Linked DNA regions of Mus musculus: all the other regions are linked to region 3. A link is a contact called in public HiChIP or PLAC-seq and promoter capture Hi-C data. All regions are on one chromosome and are shown on one strand. The core of a region is the stretch at or near the end of the contact, and the rest is flanking DNA. Distances in the headings are between cores, read along the strand shown. Region 1 overlaps Baz1a (bromodomain adjacent to zinc finger domain 1A). Region 2 overlaps Ralgapa1 (Ral GTPase activating protein, alpha subunit 1). Region 3 holds the start of Prorp (protein only RNase P catalytic subunit).

What was found. Promoter capture Hi-C pulls out the DNA fragments that hold promoters and counts their contacts. HiChIP or PLAC-seq counts read pairs in DNA pulled down with a chosen protein or histone mark.
Region 1: a contact with region 3 is called in an H3K4me3 HiChIP or PLAC-seq map of stem cell-derived neural progenitor cells, with 2.8 times the contacts expected there. The contact joins the enhancer-like site here to the promoter of Prorp in region 3. A contact is called at or near these places in 9 of 39 promoter capture datasets (the 3T3-L1 cell line, the C10 cell line, embryonic stem cells and 6 more), 1 of 484 Hi-C or Micro-C datasets (nephron progenitors), 10 of 115 datasets of contacts at active chromatin or transcription factors (the SCID.adh cell line, embryonic stem cells, extraembryonic endoderm stem cells and 4 more) and 3 of 9 other capture datasets (adipose tissue, embryonic stem cells and liver).
Region 2: a promoter capture Hi-C map of embryonic stem cells shows a contact between it and region 3, with 2.1 times the contacts expected there. The contact joins the enhancer-like site here to the promoter of Prorp in region 3. A contact is called at or near these places in 9 of 39 promoter capture datasets (the 3T3-L1 cell line, the C10 cell line, embryonic stem cells and 4 more), 1 of 15 datasets of contacts at CTCF or cohesin (the NIH/3T3 cell line), 1 of 484 Hi-C or Micro-C datasets (myocytes), 4 of 115 datasets of contacts at active chromatin or transcription factors (astrocytes, embryonic stem cells and trophoblast stem cells) and 4 of 9 other capture datasets (adipose tissue, liver, macrophages and 1 more).

Annotation. Positions count from the first base shown.
Region 1 is chr12:54,947,079-54,950,138 of GRCm38.p6, forward strand. All of the region lies in intron 4 of Baz1a (bromodomain adjacent to zinc finger domain 1A), which reads right to left. Among named protein-coding and RNA genes, the nearest start is that of Gm51983, 23 kb to the right of the region's middle. Within about 2 kb of position 1,378, at least 7 of the 459 cell types and tissues checked have an H3K27ac peak or open chromatin away from gene starts, as enhancers often do. A contact at or near this core is called in stem cell-derived neural progenitor cells, where this site is marked.
Region 2 is chr12:55,665,476-55,669,038 of GRCm38.p6, forward strand. It overlaps Ralgapa1 (Ral GTPase activating protein, alpha subunit 1), which reads right to left. Exons shown (of 42, transcript NM_001368814.1): 36 at 78-201. Among named protein-coding and RNA genes, the nearest start is that of Insm2, 68 kb to the left of the region's middle. Within about 2 kb of position 1,441, at least 13 of the 459 cell types and tissues checked have an H3K27ac peak or open chromatin away from gene starts, as enhancers often do. A contact at or near this core is called in adipose tissue, embryonic stem cells and stem cell-derived epiblast-like cells, where this site is marked.
Region 3 is chr12:55,300,456-55,304,003 of GRCm38.p6, forward strand. Prorp (protein only RNase P catalytic subunit) reads left to right here and starts at 2,182. Exons shown (of 7, transcript NM_025373.1): 1 at 2,182-3,548. The coding sequence starts at 3,453. It overlaps Ppp2r3c (protein phosphatase 2, regulatory subunit B'', gamma), which reads right to left and starts at 2,545. Exons shown (of 14, transcript NM_021529.4): 1 at 2,460-2,545; 2 at 2,139-2,340. The coding sequence starts at 2,196.

The DNA of each region.
Region 1 (3,060 bases), core at 128-2,627, 350 kb before region 3:
GCCTCGAAGGTATGCTCTACTATGCCAGATATAATACAAGCTTATGTGGTTTTATTTTAACTTAAGGGTTTTTTTGTAAGTTACATAGCCTTTCCACATTGTACTAGACAAAGCACTGTAAGGCATAACTTAATCTAAGGTAGGCATTTTAATTATCCATTCAATAAAATTTCCTCTGGTAAAATTGGAATTAATTAATAAATTAGCTGGAAATAAATTAGTACTTAGTACCATTTAGGTTAGAATTTGAGACAGGGTCTCAGATAATCTGGGCTGGCTTTGAGCTCATTACATAGTGAAGGATGATATAGAACTTACTACATAGCTGAGGGTATCTTAACCCTGGACCCCCCTGCCTTCCCCTTCCAATGCAGTATTATAGGCATGTGCCACCTATTCCAGCTGGTTGGGGAATTGAACACATCTTTATGCATGCTAGGTAAGTATTCTACCAATTGAGCTATCCCCAGCTCTTTTGTCAGAAAAGTTTGGAAAAAAAAATGTCAAAGGAAGATAAAGGGAAAGTGGGCCCAGAGGCACACTGCCTGCAGTCCCAGTGCTAGGGAAGCAGGTGTGAGGGTCAGAAGGCCAAAAGTTAGCCTAAGGGACACAGGAGTTGCAAGCTAGCCTGGGAATCTGAAAAAGAAAATGGAAATAGAAAGTTATTGTAATTGCTTTTAAATTTTCTTCATAGTGCCAAACCAGGCCTGGTGTTTGGGGCCTGTATTCAGGAAACTGAGACATAAGTTCAAGGCTATAAAAAGTAAAAATTATAGTCAATATATACTTTAAAAAAGGAAGTATGGGTCAGTGGCAGGATATCTGTCTAGTTCAAGCACACACAAAAAAGGCAAAGAAACCACACAGTTAATCTCCATTCTAACTACCTTCTCACTCACCTTTGGGGTGTATCTATTCACTCACCACCTTCACTCAGCAGTGGAAAGCCTACAGTACACTAGATACTATTTGTAATGACAAAGGTCAGCAACCTCTAGAATTGAAATGATGGGCAATGCAAGCAAGCAAAACAAACAAACGAACAAAAACCCACCCAAAACCCTAACAACAAAAACCCCACTACCTTATATGAGCAGTGATACTTGATAACTGACTAGCTAGGCCTTCTAGGAAGTTAGTATTTAAAGAGGTGTGTGTGGTGGTAATGGTGGGGGAATGAGGAACAACCCATGAGCAAATCTTAGAACACCTTCAGAGGAAGAAGAAACACTGAAGAACCTGAGGTAAAAGTGTGCACGCTTAGCACAAGAAGCAGTCAGTATCAGAGGAGAAAGGAGATGCATTCAGCCAGAGGTGGTGACAATACAACTAATGGAGCTTTGCTGGAGCCTTTTCATTAAAGCTTCCTTTGGGATAAAATCCTGACTGCATTCTTTCTAAGGAAGCATGACGACCAGCCAGAGAGCAACAGAAACAGTTCCTATTACAACTTACCCACCAAATAGGAAGACTATTCAGCTGACTTCCCTCTGTGTTACTTTCCTCTCTTGCTACTCCATGTCTAGGTCTACACAGAGGAGAAATTTCCCTGAACTTAAGTATCTCAATCGTAGCTGCTGATCCCCCACCAGCAAAGAACTGACAAGGGCAGGTCTGTTTCTATTTGTACAGTGACATCTTAACACCAAACGTACTTCTCGGTGTTAAATCACTGGCCCAGTTAGTCAGCCCTCTATACCAGAAGATTCCAGGCGTGGTGGTGCATGTCTGTACTCCCAGCCCTTTGAGGCTGGGGCCAATGGAGTTGTATGAGTTCAAGGCCAGCCTGATCGAACATAAGGAGCTCCAGGCATAGTGAGACCATGACTCAAAAAAACAAGTATTTGGGGTGGGGGGGTATGTTCATCTGTACTAAGGATACAGAACATTTTTCTCTGCCACTATTCTCTAAACAGTACAGTCTAATGCTAGTTACAGAGCACGTACAGTTTATCTGAAATTACAAGTCGTCTATGGACGAGTTAAGTACACGTGTCTATGCAAATACTGTGCACTTCCTAAGGAGCTCTACTGAGCACCTACAACTTCTTTATTTGAGGAAAAGGGTGGTAGTAAGTTCCTGGAAATTTTCCATGGATACTGGGACAATTCATTCCATTTACTAACAACAAAATTGTTTCTCTCTCATATGCATGTGTATATATATCTATATCTATCTATCTATATATACACAATATAATTTTTACTAAAAAGCAATGTATTTATATTTGATAAAGGGGAAAAACTAAAATTTCAATAGTCTAGAAGTAACCAAAAAAAATCTACTGTATTTTCAATATAAAGTTTCTTTTTAAGAAATTATCAAGTTATGTTCACTACAACTCTTCTGCAATGAGAACCCATAAATGAGTACTGTTTCAGCATAGACAGCTATTTACAATAATACTCACACATACATATTATATTTAATGTCCACCTCAGCTTACATATTACACTTTCATGCACAGAACTACAAATAACAAAATGATTAGGATCAGTTCTTTCAAAATATCTTTGCTGAGATGGCTGAGCAGGTAAAGGTGTTTGCTATCATCAAGCCTGACTTCAGCCCTGTGGCCCACATAGAAGGAAAGAACTAATCCGGCAAGGTGTCCTCTGATTTTACATACAATCTCCCCCACACACAGACAAAAGACCACATCATCTTAACTAACAATCCAGTTATCATGACATCAGAGTATATTATACAAAAGGAATTCAATGAATGTAAAATCTTGAAATAAGTCAGGCGTGGTAGAGCATATGTATAACTCCAGTACTCAGGAGGCAGAGGCAGGAGGATGGCAAGTCTACACCCAGACTGAGTTATAGTAAGTTTGAGGTATCTTGGGCTAACATAGAAGGATCCTCCTATCTCAAGAAAACAAAGATTTATATTTATTATCTGTATAGTTATGTTATTATATAGTTACATATTAATATATTAACAAATATCATTATATTTTCATCCAGAGGTTTCTGAAATAATTACCTCTCCTTTTGCTCCTACAATCACCACCAGGATAGTATATTATTCAAAATATACTCTATTCAGTATGT
Region 2 (3,563 bases), core at 191-2,690, 360 kb after region 3:
TTGATTGGTTTCTGATATTTGCAGATTGATATTGTGATCAAGGGCTAAATATAAAACAATGGCTGGTATAACAATACCTCCCAACCAAGGCCAGCTACAAAATCTTCATATGCTTGGCTTCCTCCTATATTGGTGAGAATGGAGTATTTATCTTCTTGTCCTTCAGCAACGTAAAATACTGCAATCTTGTGTGTCTCTCGGCTACAAAACAAAAAAAATTATACCATTCATTTTTGTTTGCTCATTAAATTTTATGTACAGAGTCTATAGGAGTAAGAATATGAAAAAGACTCAGATGCTACAACCTACAAAAGGAGACACATAATTGCAATAGAAATAAAAAAGTCCTAAAAGTGACAAAATTGCACGGCTACTGCTGATGGGAGAATTAAAGAGCACCTAAAGCAATACTGAATTAGGTAAAGGTCTGTGTGTGGGCGGGATAGATAAAACGAGAAGGACAAATCACTAAGGAGTTACCACTGTGCAGTGTGGCTGACTCTCAGGGTTAAAGCAACTGTTTTAGAACTAAGTAACCATCAGTAAAGAGTGTATTTCCCCAAACTGCATCTAACAACAGAAGAAACACACAAAACTGCATGGATTAGTTCCCAAATTCTTGGACAATTAACTTTTAGTTTTTTCTAAATTAAAAAGTGTTTATAATTGCAAACTTATAAGAAGTCTGGCAACCCAAGCTAACTAGTCCATTTGTCTTTGGTGAATATAGGCAAACTTTAGGACCAAAAAACCAAAAAAGATGGATTCATACATATTTCCTGATTTCAGAATTGGACCAGATGTATTTTGGTTTTGTTGTTGTCGTCGTCAAATTATTGAAGTAGCAGCAACAACAGCAGCAACAGAATTAGAAGAAGAAGAGGAAGAAGAGGAAGAAGAAGAAGAAGAAGAAGAAGAAGAAGAAGAAGAACAACAACAACAACAACAAGGTTCATAGCCAACAACAAACAGATATAAACTATAGGATTTCAAGCTGGAGTCTGATAGCCAGATTTTTAAAGTATTTTGAAGTTAAGTCATGACTGTAGGTTTCCATGTCAGCAACAAAGAAGCTTCAGCAAGTTTCTATCGCTTGCTGAAAAAGGAGGATTTCCAGAATTATAGAGTATAAATCTGGATGGCCTTAAAAAAGTAAAGTAAAACCCAATTTAACTGGTGAAAACATTTTTTTAAAAAAAAAAACCTAGCACTTTAAAAGTGCTATGTCCTAAAGGCATATAGAAACAGAAAATCTTCATTCACGAGAATCTACTAAATTTTGGTAAAAGCAGTCACTGTTGTTGGCTGCTTTCCCCTACACTCCAGCTCACAGCTCCGTTCTATGGCTCCTGTGTTTTGCATTCTCCTCAGGCTGAGCAGAGAGGTTCCTTTCTCCCAAGCTTTCAGTCTGGAGTAAAGGTTACTGGTGGGAGTTACTACTGTTGCATAACTTCATGTTACAGAGGCGCTGGGCTAGACCTTCTGTGTCTAAGCTCCCCATCTTTAGCACAGAAGCTCTAGATGAATATCGCCACCTAAAGCTTGAAGCGGGACGAGTGCAAGTTCTGCTAGGAGTAGTAAGTTAGGAAGACCAGGGATTTCCAACTCTTCTGCAACTGCAAAGTATGATTATCATTCTAGGTAAAGCTAGGCCTAACCCTAGCTTAGGTATAGCGGTACACAAGTGATGTCCAGGGTAAAAGGCAGGTTTCAAGGACAATGAACTTAGCTTAGTTCTGAACAGGAATTTGGAGTAAAGCACGAAGGAGAAGCTGGCAGCTCTATGACAGACACATGTGAACAGCAAAGCAGCCAGAAGTTAACAAGAACCAGAAAAAAAAAATAGACTGCTAAGAATTTCCTAGGATTAAAATTTTTGAGATCGGTGGGTATTGTGGATAGCCCTGGGGCTAATTATATTTGACGTTAATTCAGTTCTCTTGTGAGTGGATGCAAACAAGGAATGACTCAGTACTCAGGTGATTTCCAGTAAACCTGCTTTCCACCTTAATTTGTAAAATAAAGGAGAGCTGATGATTGGGCAGATAAAAGGGAAGGTGGAGTGAAGGTGAAGAGAGGAGGGAGAGGAGGAAGAAGAGGAGGAGGAGGAAGAGGAGGAAGAGGAAGAGGAAGAGGAAGAAGAAGAGGAGGAGGAGGAAGAGGAGGAAGGGGAAGGGAAAAGGGAAAAGGGAAAAGGGGAAGGGGAGGAGGAGAAGGAGGAGGAGGAGGAGGAGCGGAACAGAAGCACATGGCCTGGAGAAACCTCAAGTTCTAAGGGGTCTCATAGATGTGGAAGATGGTAGTGTAGCGGTAGATCTGCCCAATCTAGGCACACAGCATGTATTCATATTAACTGTGTTGTGTTTTCATTGTTGGGGCATATTTGGGATGGAGTTTTACCGCAACAGGTGGGTGGCCCCATCCCTCAATGTAGGGACCACTGGATATGGTCTCTACAGATTCTATCTCCCCTCTGTTGGATATTTTGGCTAATGTCCTCTTTGTTGTGTCCTGGGAACCTCTTGCTTCCCTGGCATCTGGGACTTTCTGGTGGCTAACCCCAGTTCTCCATTCCCTACTGCTATACAACTCTGTTCAATTTCCTGACCCTCTGTGCACCTCCCCCCGTCTTCTCCCACACCCGATCGTGTACACCCCCCCCCCCCAATACTTGAATTATTCCTGTCTAAAGGAAATGCAGGGACAAAGAGTGGAGCAGAAACCCAAGGAAAGGCTTTCTAGAGAATGCCCCACCTAGGGATCCAACCCATCTGCAGACACCAAACCCAGACACTATTGCTGATGCCAAGAAGCACCTGCTGACAGGAGCCTGGTATAGCTGTCCCCTGAGAGGCTCTGCCAGGGCCTGACTAATACAGATGCAGATGCTCATAGTCGACCATCAGATTGAGCAGAGGGACCCCAATGGAAGAATTAGGGGAAGGACTGAAGGAGCTGAAGGGGTTTGCAACCCCATAGGAAGAACAATATCAACTAATCAGACACCCTCAGAGCTCCCAAGGACTAAACCACCAACCAAAGAGTACACATAGAGGGACCTATGGCACCAGCTGCATATGTAGCAGAGGACTGCCTTAGTTAGCAACAATGGGAAGGGAGGCCCTTGGTTCTGTGGAGGCTCAATGACCCAATGTAGGGAGATGCTAGGGCCATGAGGCTGGAGTGGGTGGTTGGGTAGGGAACACCATCATAGAAGCAGTGGGAGGGAGGATGGAATAGGGGGTTTGTAGAGGGGAAACCAGGAAGGGGGACAATATTTGAAATGTAAATAAATAAGATAACCAATAATAATAATAATAATAATAATAATAATAATAATAATAATAATAACAGCCACGGAAGAGCAACTAGAACACTGGATATTACCTGTGAGTCACAACCTTTTGAGGTTGACCCACTCTTTTACAGGGTTGCCTACGACCATCAGAAAACACAGGTATTTACATTATGGTTCATAAAACTGTAGCAAAACTACAGTTAGGAAGTAGTAACAAAAATAATCTTATGATTGGGGGCTCAGCACAACATGAGAAACTATTATG
Region 3 (3,548 bases), core at 932-3,431:
TAGCCTAACTTGCTGATCTTCCGGCTTCTGCCTCTGGAGTAATGGGATTACAGGTATGTACCTGGCCTAAAAAGGTTTCTCAACTGGGAAAATACCAGCTTTTTATATGCTCATGATAATAATTAAGAAAATCTGATAATACAGGTAAAGGGCTATCCTTAAGAATATATCCTTGGGTATGCGTAAAATAATTAGCACATAGGATCTACTACATTGATGGCAGTAGCCGTAAGAAGAAGCTATTAATATTAACCATACAATCTAGGTAATTTGCTATACATTCATGGTCTAGTTGAGGTATTCCTATTAAAGGTGAAGAGAAATGTAGCAAACTTTGGCGGGGGGACCGGAGAGTTGACTCAGTAGGTTAAGAGCACTTGCTTCTCTTATTTATGTAGGAGGCTCCAGTTTGCTTCCCAGCACCCACATGGCAGCTCATAACCACGTGTAACTCCTGCTCCAGGAGCTCCAATACCTTCTCTGGCCTTTGCAGGTGTCAGGTCTCAAAGAAACCTGGGACAAAGAGCTGAGGTGCCTACTAACATATCAGGGCAGAAGCAGGAGCCCAGCATTACCTAATACCTATAGCTTCTCCCAGCTCTTCTCACCCCAGCTCCTACCCTAAACCACTCTCCAGTGGGCTCAGCTTCCCTTCCTTCAGCTTCTGACCCTACAGAACTCAGGCATGTTGGCTACTCACTCCCTTGACTCAGCTCTTGGTTCCCATGTGCTCTCTTGGTCCACCCCCACCCCCTTCCATGCTCTCCCCACCGCTCCCCTCTATGCCCGTCTATACTGCTGGTCAGATTCAGTCTGGACCTTTCTAGTCTGAACTCTCCCTCATATCTACAATAAAGGCTTCCCCTCAACCCTAGGTAAGCCCTGACCTCATTTACATTCGACAGGCAACACTCAAAAATGGTACACGCGCATACATGCAGGCTGTTACATGTTTGTTAGTGGCAATGGAAATGATGGAGGAGAAAAGGCAAAGTAAACAATGTAAGAGAGAGGAGAACACAGAAGAGAAGCCATCGAGTATATGAAAAGGAATGCAATCCAGTGAGGGACTTCAGGGACTCAAGTCCAATACACAGTTCTTAATAGAGACAGGGTTTCTCTGTGTAGCCCTGGCTGTTCTGAAACTCCCTGTAGACCACACTGGTCTCCAACTCAGAGATCCACCTGCCTCTGCCTCTCAAGAGCTGGGGTTAAAGCCACGTGCCACCACTACCTGGTGACAATACATTCTAAAGGTGAAGGTTGGTTGTAAGGATATATACCTAAGACCTGAGTGAAATGGTAACTGGAAACAGTTGAGGCTCTCCTTTATAAACTGCCTCTACTTCCTCTTTAAGATATATATATTTGAAAAATATGCTCATCGATTTAAGGTGAACAGTGGAGGGCAGACTGGAGGTTTGGGAAGATGAGCGGAATTAAGTGTAGAAAAGCAAACGCTCTTCTTGCAGATGCCACCAAAACAGACACTTCACCTTAGAACTCACCATGGTTTGGGTGTTCTTCTTTGTTTGAGTCTAGCCTTTAATGGCTGAGCCATGCCTACAACCAGGTTCTGTTTTTCTTTAGCCAATCGCAGCTGCCTGGGTGCTGGTGTGGAGCTGGAAGGATTTTACCAGACTGGAAAGCAAGTGTGAAGGACCAAGGAACGAGCAATGTAAAACGGATTCATGAAATTTAAAATGGAGGGTTAAGTGAAAGAGAGTTAAAAGGTGGCAGGGACTCGGGAGGCAGGAACAAAAAGGGTCAATAAGTCAAGTCTAGCCTCGGCTAGATGATAAAACGCTATTTCTAGGGAAGGAAAAAAACCTATAAGGATGAATTATAGGTCTTGAAAAGATTGAAGGTTTGAACCAAGGTTCGTAAGTCTGGTTCGTAAGTCTAAGATCGTGGAAAACTGAGGTCACCGTTATGCTCTCATTCCTAGCAGGGCATTTACCAGGGAAGTTTGGGTCACCCCTTGGTAGATCTCCAAAGCACATTCCACTCTGACTCCTTTGTCAGAGAAGTTTAACAGACAAAAGTACAGCTCTCACTAGCTCCTCCACCCTATCCACCCTGTCCGCCACTTCTAGCCTGGGGCGGGCTATCTAGAGGGCGGTCCCTCTCAAACTCACTCTTTGGATCCGTGTTGGGCGACGCTAACCGCCGGCGAAGCACGTCTTTCCAGTCCATGGTTGACTCCCGCTCAGAGGACCCTACATTTGCAGTTTGTTAAGAGCTCCACCCACTGCCAGCCGCGACGTCAGACTTCGCCAAGACAGGTGGAAGTTAATTAGGACGCCTGGACGCCATCTTGGGCACGGGCGGAAGCCTTGGCTACAAAGGAAAAAAAGAAAAAAGGAAAGGAAAGATGCTGTAGCTATTCCGGATACGGCGATCACGCTAGCATGGACGAAAATCAGACATGAAGTAGATGAAAAAATTATCCTTCTTACGGAGGTGTCGCAGCTCACCAAGCCGGATTTCTAAAGGCCAGAAGAAGCCTGCGTGACTTCTTCGCTTGGGCATTTAGCGCGTGCGCGCCACAGGTTACGGGACTCCATTGCCATTTCCGAATTGAGAAAAGCATTTTCGTCACATTTTGTTCTTTCTCTGGAAACCTTAACCGTTCCTACGATGTAATAGACGCAGCGGTATCCAGCCCTCTCGGATACTAAAAGTTTCAAAATTATCCTGGTTTGTTTATCTTCTCAGTACTCAACAGAACCCTGGAATTCAAGCGCTCCAGGCCCCAGCACCACGTTCAGCGCGGTGCGTTGTGGGTATTGTAGTTTTCACCGCGTTTATGGTTCCTTTAAGCATGAGTGGCGTGGTGAGTTGTTTAATGAAGTGAACTTCGTTTGTCGACCCTCCGTACAGTTAAGTCTGAGCTCTTTCTGGACCTCACTTCCTTCCCTATGATGTTTATGCTGCATTTCCATGGCCCCTCTTCTCCGAAGAGTTTTGCGGCCCGGAGAGAGTTGTGAAGAGCAAGGGACCCTAGACTGGCTTTTCTTGCTACTGCTGGGGCTGCGATTGGTGGTTCCTGTTCGTTGTTATTTATTTCCCTGTTCTAGCTCCTTTGGTATCCCGCCCCTCTTCGGGACCATCATAATCCACACGAGTCAAACTGGGAGTCCATGTGCTTTTTCCTCAGATTCGAAAATTGGAAGGTAACAGGCACTTCAGGATTCCCGTTCCGCCTTCTGGTTTAGGGATTGCTACTGGTGTTGGACGTCTTTGGATCCTTATTTAATAAATAGAACACGTGTGCTTTCCTTACCATTACATCGCTCCAAACACATAGTCTTGATTTGTTTGTAACGGAGAAACAAAAAAAGTCTCACTTTCAAGAACTGCGCTTCCATATCCTCGGGCCCCCAATACCTTAATTTTACGTAGTGGAGTGAAACTGTTTTATTTTTAAGTTTCATTCAACTCACTGCAGCATGACCTTCTATTTGTCTGGTTTTCGGAGCATCCCGAAACTTTGGAAGAGCAACCCTTACTTTGAGCTAGGCCCTGCGACCTCTTCTACCCCCTTC